Linked DNA regions of Gossypium hirsutum: region 1 is linked to region 2. A link is a contact called in public Hi-C data. All regions are on one chromosome and are shown on one strand. Each heading gives the region's core, a stretch centred on a gene start, on an enhancer-like site or on the middle of the called end of the contact. The rest is flanking DNA. Distances are from core to core; before and after follow the strand shown.

Region 1 (5,590 bases), core at 1,126-3,625, 350 kb before region 2:
TGATTCGGAAAAAGGGTAATAATTAGCATAATGAAAATTCGGCCATGATGCTAGTTTATGTTAAAGGAGTGTTTTATGGCATATGTTAAGTAATGGAATGTTATGAATTTTGAGGTTAAATTTCTAGTCAAATAAATGAAAAATGAATTGATTGCGTATTCGTAAATTTTGACATATGTTTGGTATATGAAACGTAATAATATATGCTTGAATAAACTTTAAGTATTCGAATGACATGGATTTGATGGTGATAAGATTCGAACATTGAATTCATGAAGCACAGGTGATGTATTATTGTTGTGTGATAGCTTGGTTCGAGAAATTGATTAGGTAAATGGTAAGTGAAAGCATTTATGGATTTAGAAGAAAATTTAGAGTGAACATGAAATTTAGCTCAATTAAATGATTTCATCAATTAAACATTGTGTATACCAGAATGACTTAATGAATTACATATTTGTGAATTGACATTCGAAGTTCGGTAAGTGATATATGAAATCAACATAAAAAGATTTTAGATTGTTAATAATATTGATTTTGACATAAAGTGGATTCTTCAATATTGGATTGATTTAATAGATGTATTGAGCATATGAATGGGTATGTATTTGGCCTTGTAAATCCTAATTATCGACTCGAAGATAATAATTTGAAAGTTTTTAATTTGGATAAAATTTTATAACTCGATTTAATATGGTTATAAGTGTATTTATTCTGGTAATGCCTCGTACCCTATTCAACGTTGAATACGGGTAAGGGGTGTTACAATGTGACATCACCAGATTCGGCCCTAATGTTTAGGTCGAGTTTGGGGTGTTACAAAAAACTATTAATTTGCTAAATCTCAAACTCCCAAGCCATAAACAAATTTCCACACAATGATGCAATCACCAAACACAATATGATGAAATAACCAAAGAAATTCATTTCTATCATGCACATGGCAAACGATAAAGGCAGTGGGATCTTTGGCATACAAAACATAGGTCTACATACCATACATTTTAATACAAATGTATCCATTTCTATCAAAACCCTAAATAGTTTTTTCAACAAAATCCAAAATGAAGTCATAAACTCATTGAATACAAACATATGCAGTGCATAAACCCCATGCGAATGCAACATATTTCAACAAAGAAATCTAAAAAACCATAAACCCAAATGCCCTTAAATCGAAAAAACCATAAACCAACAAAGAAAGTTAACTGGCCAGGACACCTATTCCATTAGACCTGTAACCGAAAACGTTAGTAGGTGATTGATTTGTCACTTTTTGCTAGTGCTAATGACTGATTTGTTATTTTTTGGAAGTTGATTGTCTAAATTAAAAGTTGAGTGACTGTTGGTGTAATTTACCCTTCAATTTATTAATAAGCCATAAAGGTTGTTTGTCCCCTTGAAAGTTTTATTCTATTCGAAGTTTGGCAAAAATATCAATTTTGAAATATCAATTTAGATTATAGATCAATATTAATTATTTAAATAATATCGATTTGTTAATATTTTATTTATATTGATTTGTTTCAATTTTATTGGTGTACGGTACATGCTTCGAGATATTTATTTTATATTAAAAAAATTATGCTGATTTTAAAAAGTTTAAATAAATATAATATAATATATTAATAATTAATTGCTTCATATGTGTTAGTTTTAAAAATTTTAAATTAATTCTCTAACAAATTATATTTATTCAAAATTAGATTTTAATAAAGTTTATATAAAATAAAATAGTATATTATTTTAAAATTAACTTCTTAATACGTAAAAAAATTCAATTAACTACATCATATGCTTCATATGTGTTACTTTTAAAATTTTCAGTTTACTCAAAAAAATATATTATATTTACTTAATATGAAAAAATTCAGTTAATGTCGATTGAGTCTTAGCTTGATTAGCATGGGTATTGTTGTCAATGCAGGAGGACACCGGTTCGAGTGCGTTGATGTGCATTATCCTTCGATTTATGGGTCGGGGAGGGACTATGGGTAGTTCTAAGTATTGTGTCAAAATAGCAGATATGATCATAACCTATAATGAGATTATTTAAAAAATCAAGTTAATAATCATTTTAATTGCAAAAAGAAAACTATAAAAATAAGGTGGATGAGAGTCTTTTGGGGATTATTATTTTTAAATAAAATAGATTGGGCTTTATTACTTTGAAATCCAAAACAAACAAAAATGAAAAAAAATCTATAAAATTAAAAAAACAAAAAAACTCACGCAAACCCAAATAAAAGGCCCAAACTTATGTAAAAAAAATATCAGAACAAAAAAGAAAATTCCAAAAAGTCTACATCACTATTCCATTGCCCAATCAGCTCAATCCTTAGCAACCGTCCCAACACCTGCAATTAATTTCATTTTTCGACGGTTCAAAAGTACAAAGAGAAGTGAGTAGCATTTCCTTTCATCCTTGACATTAACTCTTTCTTTCTCCATTCTTTACCACCGCATCACCTTCTTTATTCCAGTTCCTTCGCTCTGTCCACTCCCTCCTCTAGGTAAAAGGACTCACCCCCTCTCAGTGTTTCTTTCGTAATCGGTGTGGGCTAACTCATTGGCTGATCTTGGTATATGGCTGAAAAAGATCTTTTGAAATTCGTCTCTCAACTGATGTATATATATGATATAAGCACCAATTAACGATTTATTCAGATGTATTGACTGACATTTCTTAATTGTTGACAATGAATCGCCCTCGTTTATTACTTGCACCCGACCCTGTTCTATACCCATTTGTATTGCTCGATGGCAAGCAATAGCTTCAACAGCGAAGGCTAAAAAAACCCCTTAATTAGTCTCCGCTCGTGAAAGTACCACTTTCCCTTTAGCATTCTTTGCCACAACACTCAAAGCCGATTGAAATCTCTGTCCGTCAAAAGTGCCATCAAAGTTGATTTTAATGGTTGAATCTGATGTTACCCTCTAGCACACCAATCCAGTTTCTTTTGTAATTGTCCTCTTCTCTGTCTCAGTAATCTTTACAATGTAACCCCTGATGAAATGTGCTATATCCCTCCCTGTAGCAAACTCACTCTCATGGACCCTTATGTTCCTATCTCGCCAGATAACCCATAGCGCGTAAAAAAAAGCCATCACTGAGTGATAGAACATGCATCAAATACTCCAGTAAGCCAATGTCCAAACCCAAAATCTTGATTACTTAGGAAATGTGAAAATTTAAGATCTGACCATACTTCAATTGTTACACGGCATACTCGAAACAAATGATCCACTATTTCCTCCTCCCTTTCTCAACGAGGACAGCATGTTGTGTTCACAAGTTTCTTGTATTTCATGTTAGCTAATGTAGGCAAGTAATTCAAAGAAATATTCCAAACTATAATTTTAATTTTCCCAGGGAGCTCCATAGCTTTTTGTAGAAATCACTAGAAATTGATTGTAAAGCGTAAGCACTAGAAACCCTCGAAGTATCTGTAATAGTATATAAGTACTTCGGATGGAGAACTCCCCTGAAGACTCACATCCCACACCAACCAATTATCATGAGCCTCTTTTACCAACGGAATACGGAGGATTTGGGTTGCATCCGACGTCGAGAAGGTATTACTAATTAACTCATGCTTCCATTTTCTTTCATTTGCATCTATAAGTTCTAACACCAATGAATGCTGCAAATTAAGAATAGAAGTAGATAATCTAAAATTATAATTCCCAAGGATCCATGCATCATCGATAATTGAGATTTTTTTTCCCGAACCCACTCTCCAGCCTAACCCTTCCTTTAAAACACCTTTCATATCTCATATGCTTTTCCAAATGTACGATGGACTATTTCCTAACTGAGCACTACTATTTCCTAACTGAGCACTAATAAAATCAGACCTAGGGAAATACTTCACTCTAAGAACACAAGCAAGTAACGAATTTGGAAGGTTTATAAGCCTCCATCCCTATTTAGCCAGCAAAGACATATTAAATTTTCCCATGCTCCGAAATCTCATTCCCCCTTCCTCTTTTAGTCGACACATTTGACTCCACTCACACTAATGTATCCCCGTCCGCCCTTGCCCTTTCTGCCACCAATATCTTGCTATCATACTCTCAATCTCCCCACAAAAAGATTTCGGTAACAAAAAACATGAAATGACATATGTGGGAATTACTTGCAAAACTGGCTTCATAAAAATCTCCTTACCTCCTTGCCTCATGCTCCAGCTCTCAATACACATTTTAATTCTATCCTTAAATTTCTGGAAAGACTTTTTTCCCCCTCCCCACCATTTTTGGCAACCCCAGATACTTTTCAAGATTAGTCGAGAACTTTATTCCTAAGAGATTCGAGATTTTTACCTTATCCCCCTACATGTATTCGAGCTAAAAATGATTGTTAATTTACTAAAATTCAAACATTGACCTAAACACCTCTCGTATTCTTTTAATATTCCATTCAGCAATAAAAGCTCCTTTCGTTATTGCCTCACCCAAAAGAATACTATCATCCGCGAATAGTAGGTGTGAAATTTGTGGACCACTTCTACTAGCTTTGGCTCCTCGTAATAATCCTCCTTCCATAGCCAACCTTATCAAAGTCGAGAGCCCTATGCTACAAATGAGAAAAAGAAAAAGGCTAAAGGGGTCACCTTAACAAAGTTCCCTTACAAGCTTAAACGTCCTCTCCTTACAACCATTTACAATAACTGAATAGGACAACAAAGAAATACATCTCATAATAAGCTCCACCCATTCATTAGCAAAACCCATTTCCAACATCACTTCCTTTAGAAAACCCCACTCTACCCTATAATAGACTTTATTAATGTCTAGCTTCAAAGCCATGTATCCCTTTTTACCTGTGCGCTTTTGACCAAAAGTATGTAATAACTCATAAGCTAGCAACACATTATCGAAGATTAATCACCCCGACATAAACACACTTTGACAACTATCAATGCACCTTCCAATTACTCCTTGAAGCCGATTTGCTACTACTTTTGCTACAACTTTATATAAAACGGAACATAAATTTATAGGTCTAAAATTTTCTAAGTTTGTAAGATTAGAAATTTTAGGAATAAACACAATATCAGTATTGTTGACAGAGCCAAGATCTTTATCATCATTCAAAATGCCCAAGCTATACGCAAAAACATCACCCCTTACAATGTGCCAATACCGCTAAAAGAACATAGCCGGAAAACCATCAAAACCCGGCGCTTTAGTGGACCCCATCTCTTTCAACGTCGGGTAGATCTCTTCATCAATATACTTAGCCAATAGAAAAAATTTTATATCTGAAGAAATACTAACATTAATTCCAGTCAATATATGCGACAAATCATCTACACCACTCAAAAAGAACAAATGTTAGAAAAACCCCATACTCAAGGAGAACAAATGTTGGAAAAAGCTCGTAGCTAACTCCCCTATTTCCACCTCCTTACACACCTCAAATCGATCCTCTCGCTCTAACCTACTAATAGCATTTCTCCGTCTACGAACAGAAGCATATCTATGAAAAAATGTTTTATTTTTATCCCCCAACTGTAACCAATTAGCATGTGCCCTCTGTTCCCAATAAGCTTCATCCTTTTCAATCTCTAAATTCAGTTGGACT
Region 2 (5,726 bases), core at 1,388-3,887:
TTAAAATGATTATAAATAATTTAATGAAAATTAAGACATTTTTAAAATAGAATTTATTTTAAATTATTATTTTGTATTATTATTTTTTAAAATATAAAAAATATATAAATTTATTAGAAATAGAAGTTGATAATGAATCTTTGATTGTCCCAATTAAAAAATATATCTTAAAATTCAAAAAAAAATCTAAAAATCTTAAAAAAAATTTAAATTACCTCGAAGTTATTTTCCAAAATAATTTTATATCATTACTTTTTGAAATTATAAAAAATATAAAATTAATAAAATTCTTAATTTTTGTTTTTTCAGACAAATTTAAACAACTAGTTGTCAAAGTTTATTATGATGAAAAATTAAAAAAATACTAAAAATCCTAATTTTTATTTTTTTTAATTGTCAAAAAAAATATTTTTATTATTTTTAGAACACATGTCAAAATTCTAATAATTATTTATCTAAAATCTAATGATGTTAGTCAGGTATTAATAAAAAGTACCAAATTAATTAGTGATTTTTAAATTTAGATACCAATTAAGTTTAAAAAAAGTTTAGATAAAGAGTAAGAGTAGCCAAATTTAATGGTCACTATATATATTAACCTTTAAAAAAAGCCCATCCAATATATATATATATATATAATACTGAAAGTTTATGTTTTGGTAAATTACATCTAATGTGTTACTAAACTATTAAAAAGTTTATATTTTGGTTACTTATTTTTAAAATAATTATTAATCTATTTAAATAGTTCAATGTTTTATATAAAAGTTTTCAATTAATGATTATTTTATAATTATTTGAATTAAATTACTAAAATTTAAATTTATTAATAATTTAATCATCTCGACAAATATAATATGCTTTGGACCATTTTTTCCTTTAGGGCTCAACGTGTAAAGGGTTTCGGAGTCCCTAATTTATTTGGTTTTTCTTGAAATGGGTTTTTCGAGCTTTCATGATAGAAAAGGTTTTCAATGAGAAGACTTTAAAATGGAATTCCCTTTAAAATTAAGGGTTTCGAAATATTTTCTTTTAAAAAATAGTTTATTTAAATCTATGTAATCATGAAGGGATCCAGGTAAACATTGACTTGGGTTATATATATTTTTAAAAAAATGGCATGTTGGGTTTGTTTTGTAGAAATTGTTTTTATATATATATATATATATTCCTGTTTTAATTAAGGGGAAATAATTCTTTTTAAATGACATTTTCTAAAGTCTGTCACTTTTTGGAAAATATTATTTTATTTGTAACTTGTTTTTATATAATAATAATAATAATTTAAATAAAGTTAAAATATTATTATATTAATAATAGATTCTACTTTTAATTTTTAAAATATTTAAATTTTAATCTCAAATGTTATAATTTTCAATATTATTAAACATGCATATTTATATTAACTATATAACAAACTATTAATATAATTTATTATTTTAATAAAATAATTTAACATTACAATTTCATTTTAATAATAAATTTTAAAATTAGTAATAAATTAAAAATTGAAGTAATAATCTTAATATTATTTTATTGAATAAATTTACATTCATATTTTAATAATATAAATATCAATATTTACTTAAATACTGATTATTTTCATTTATCTCTACTAGCTATAATATACCACGGGGCCCATATATAATATATAACTTTAAATTAAATTTTAATTAAATATTATCTATTAATAAGTCTATATAAAATATTATTTATTGTAAAAATATTATCTTATTATAAAATAATTTTAACTGTAAAAATAAAATATTTTTAAAATATTTTGTAACAAATATAATTTATATTGTGTTTGTTTTACTGAAAACAAATTTTAAAAATAATTTTAAAAAGATTATAAAAAAAATATTTTATGAAAAATCATCCCCACATAAAAAGTCAACATTCTTAGAAAATTAATTAGTTTTCTAGAATCCATTTGCAAAAAGTTATTTTCAATCCTAAATATCAAATTTCAACAAATTACAGATACTAAATATATATTTTATAATATATTTGGTGAATGTGAACGAGACTGAAGACATGATGTTACCAAAAACGCGATTTTCAACTGTTGAGAGACTAAATTTATTGATTTACTTTTTCAACAATAGCTTTATATTTAAAGACTAAAGTTCTTTGTTTTTCTTTTTGGGAATAAGACTAAAGCTATTATAGCAGTCCAGGGTGGAATTATTATTTGACAATTTAAACAGGTTTAGTGGCTTTAATTAAATTAATGCTCTAACCAAGTATATTTGAGGAAAAATAATATACTGGCTGCTCCCAAAATAATAAAGGTCAAGCAAGATAATCAGAAACTGCTAGTTTCTATGCAACAATACCAAGACTTTAATTTTTTTTTTCACGAAATCAGCATTCTTCCACGTGTTATTTCTTGGTAACTATTCTCAATCATGTCCAATTTATTATTATTATTATTATTATTATTATTAAAGTCGCATTTTTTAAAAGGTTAAATTGATTTTTTTAAATTTTAATTAGAATTTTTTTTACCCTTATGCCAACATAAAAAGCCCATAAAAACCTGAAAAAGATAAAAATAAGGGCCTAGAGCCCAAACCCTAACAAAACTACAAAAGGAAAACCCTAACTACAAGCTAGAAGCCAACGTGGCCGGAGGGACAAGCGTCGACTGACGAGAGATCATGGAGGCCACAAGTTGGAGGCGAGGTGCATGTACCCATCACTTCATGTCAGCATGAACGTCTCCGAAGAGACCATGTCAAGACCGATGCCCAAAACCAATCCCGATGGCTGACAAGGGAGCAAATCGACGTAATGACGGAATCTTAGAAATTATGAAAGCTACATTTTTTTTATGATCATAGGTTTTATGTTTCGGGAAAATAAAATAAAAATGTTTAAAAGAGAGAATTTGTTACTAATTTTGGTTGTTTATCCACAATATTTCTCATCTGGATTTTATGATTAAATCTTGGTGGTTGAAAGCTTAAGACCAAAAAGTTATTGGTCGAGTCGACAAAAGCAAATGCTAGTTAATAAAAAATAAATCACAATTTAATTTTTTAATAAATAATAATTCACGATTTAATTGTTAAAAGAAGAAGGAACGATAATTTTATTTGGCAAGAAGAAAAGAAGAGTTTTAGTCATAATTGAACCCTGCAGTTATTTAGTGCTAGTTTAGCAATACTTTTGAAAAGTACTGTAGAAAAGTGTTGTGAAAAAGTATTTTTGATAAGTATTTTTGATAAGTGCTTTTAAAAAGTTTGGTTTAAAATTTAAGTGTTTAGCATTGCTGTCAAAAAGTACTTTTGGGAAAGAAAATGTCCATTTTAGATATGTTATTATCAAATAATAAATATGCATTTAAATCATATTTAAATTAGTTAATATTATTATATTTTAGTAAGAATATAAAAAATTTATTATAACTTGTTGTTAATATTTTAATATATGAAATATAAATTTTAAATATTTTTAAGCAATAAATATTAATTATTTATAAAATTTAATTAGAATATATAAACTATATTTTACATATTTAAATATAACCATTAAATATTTGTAATTAGTATTTTAAAAAATATTTTTTTTATTTTTAATTAATGATTTTAATACATTTGTAATTAAGCACCAAGAAAAAAACAGGAAAGTACTATGTTATTGGAGGGATGAAAAAATAATTAAGCACCAAAAGTGCTTTTGGGAGAGGAAAAGCTAAAATTTTTAGCTTCTCCTTTTCAGAAGTGCTTTTGAAAAGCACTTTTGAAAAGTTAAAAATTTCAGCCAAAAGCAGCTTGTTCTGCACAGCTTTTCTTCCAAAAGTGCTTTTGGAGTCAGAAGTTCTTTTTTTAAGCAATAAAGAACTGACCCTTAGATAATAGAAAACGATGATGGTGAATACAATGTATTTTGGAAAATAGTTAATTCATAAAGTATAGAAAGATATTTGAATGAGTAGTGCCATTATTAATAAAGCAAGAATGATGAGCCAATATTATAAAATAAAATAAAAAGAGGGTTATGTGTTGTTAAAGAATAAGTCAACAGTTAACTGATAGGTTGTTAAGCTGTTAGTAGTTAAAGTAGTTATTTCTGTTAACAGGTTGTTTGAAGCAGTTCAGCAAGAAGTATTGTATAAATACAGTGCATTCAATCTCTAGGATGTATTGTAATCTTTCTTTAAGAATGAAATTCATCTTTTTAGTTTATCTTTTTGTTGCGTTTCTCTACATGGTTTCGAGCTAAGGTTTTTTTTTTTCCTTTATTCCTGCATTGTATTCGAGTGTTATGGCACCATAAGTGATTGCAAACAGTCACCATAATTCCTTTAATGGTGTTGGAGAGCAAGTCAACTTTCTTTGTTCAAATCCAAGTTCAGTAACTTTTGTTGTTGGGAAGAAGGTTCAATAGTTTCCTAAACACGATACTGTTAAACTGTGTAAAAGCAATTTTCTTCTATGGAAGAACCAAATCATGTTGATTCTTGAAGGATATGGTGTGCAAGATTTTGTTTTAGGAACTGTTAATGTTCTTGCTCAGTTGGTTTTTGATAAATATGGGCAGTTAGTTAAGAACTCTGATTACGTGTTGCATGTTCAACAAGACAAGTTGCTGGCTTCTTGGCTATTATCGACTGTGTCTGATGAAATCTTTATTTATCTTACTAGTGCTCGTACTAGTTTTGATGTGTGGACTACAACTGAAAGAAAGTTTGCCACCAAGTCTACTGTCAAGATATCGAGTCTACAACATGCGCTATATCCTCAAAAGAAGGGTCACTTGTCCATCAAAGATTATTTGGCAAAGATTAAGTCAATGAGTGATACATTAGTTGCTGCAGGAAGCATAATATCAGAACAAGAACAGGTTACCATCATTCTTGCAAGGTTATCAGTTGAATCTGAATCGGTATGAGTGGTAGCTTCAACCACTTATCTTTCTCTTGATCTGTTAACTGAAATGCTGCTAGATTGTGAAGCAAGACAAGTTGAGTTCTTGGCTAATATTCCTGTCCAAGCTAATTTAGCTAGTAAACAATCCTGTGAAGATGCAACTTATCAAAGAATTCTGATTATCAAGGTCATAAGCAATAATATCGTGGTGGTGGTTTTCAATGACAAAGAGGCTTCCATCGTGGTAGGAGTCATAGGGGTCGATTTTCTCACACTCGCCCCCAATGTCAACTATGTGGTAAAGTTGGCCATGTTGTCCAGAAATGTTATTATAGATTTGATGAAAGTTTTGCAGGTGTTTCTGATAAAGGTTAATCCATGTCAGTGAATCATCATGAGCTTTTTGATTCATGACAGGTAGAAAAATTTGCATCAAATTGTGCAATGCATCAATCTTTCAATCGAACTCCCGTTTCTCAAGACCGTAGTGGTAAACCTCGGTGTCATTTTTTAGTAACTTCCACAAATGATGCTGGTCAAATTTGGTACCCAGATTTAGGTGCCACAAATCACATTATCAATGATGTTTCGACACTCAGTCATCCTACTGAATATACAGGTATGAGTCAATTTCTTATGAGCAATGGTGCTCCTGTTCCTATCACTCATGTAGGGACCTCCTCGATCGTTACTAGTTGTAGGCTCTTACACCTTAAACATGTTTTACATGTTCCAAATGTCTGCAAAAAATTTGATTTCTATAGCACAGTTTGCAAGGGATAATCAGGTGTTTTTCGAATTTCATCTCTATCATTGTTTTGTGAAGGACATCAAGATAGGGACGATTTT

What was found. A called contact is a pair of places that touch in the nucleus more often than the background predicts.
Region 1: a Hi-C map of leaf shows a contact between it and region 2, with 3 times the contacts expected there. The contact joins two enhancer-like sites. A contact is called at or near these places in 5 of 34 Hi-C or Micro-C datasets (hypocotyl and leaf).

Annotation. Positions count from the first base shown.
Region 1 is chrD10:42,606,521-42,612,110 of Gossypium_hirsutum_v2.1, reverse strand. No RefSeq gene overlaps it. Among protein-coding and RNA genes, the nearest start is that of LOC107915847, 24 kb to the right of the region's middle. Within about 2 kb of position 2,375, at least 5 of the 9 cell types and tissues checked have an H3K27ac peak or open chromatin away from gene starts, as enhancers often do. A contact at or near this core is called in leaf, where this site is marked.
Region 2 is chrD10:42,261,477-42,267,202 of Gossypium_hirsutum_v2.1, reverse strand. No RefSeq gene overlaps it. Among protein-coding and RNA genes, the nearest start is that of LOC107915190, 18 kb to the left of the region's middle. Within about 2 kb of position 2,637, at least 3 of the 9 cell types and tissues checked have an H3K27ac peak or open chromatin away from gene starts, as enhancers often do. A contact at or near this core is called in leaf, where this site is marked.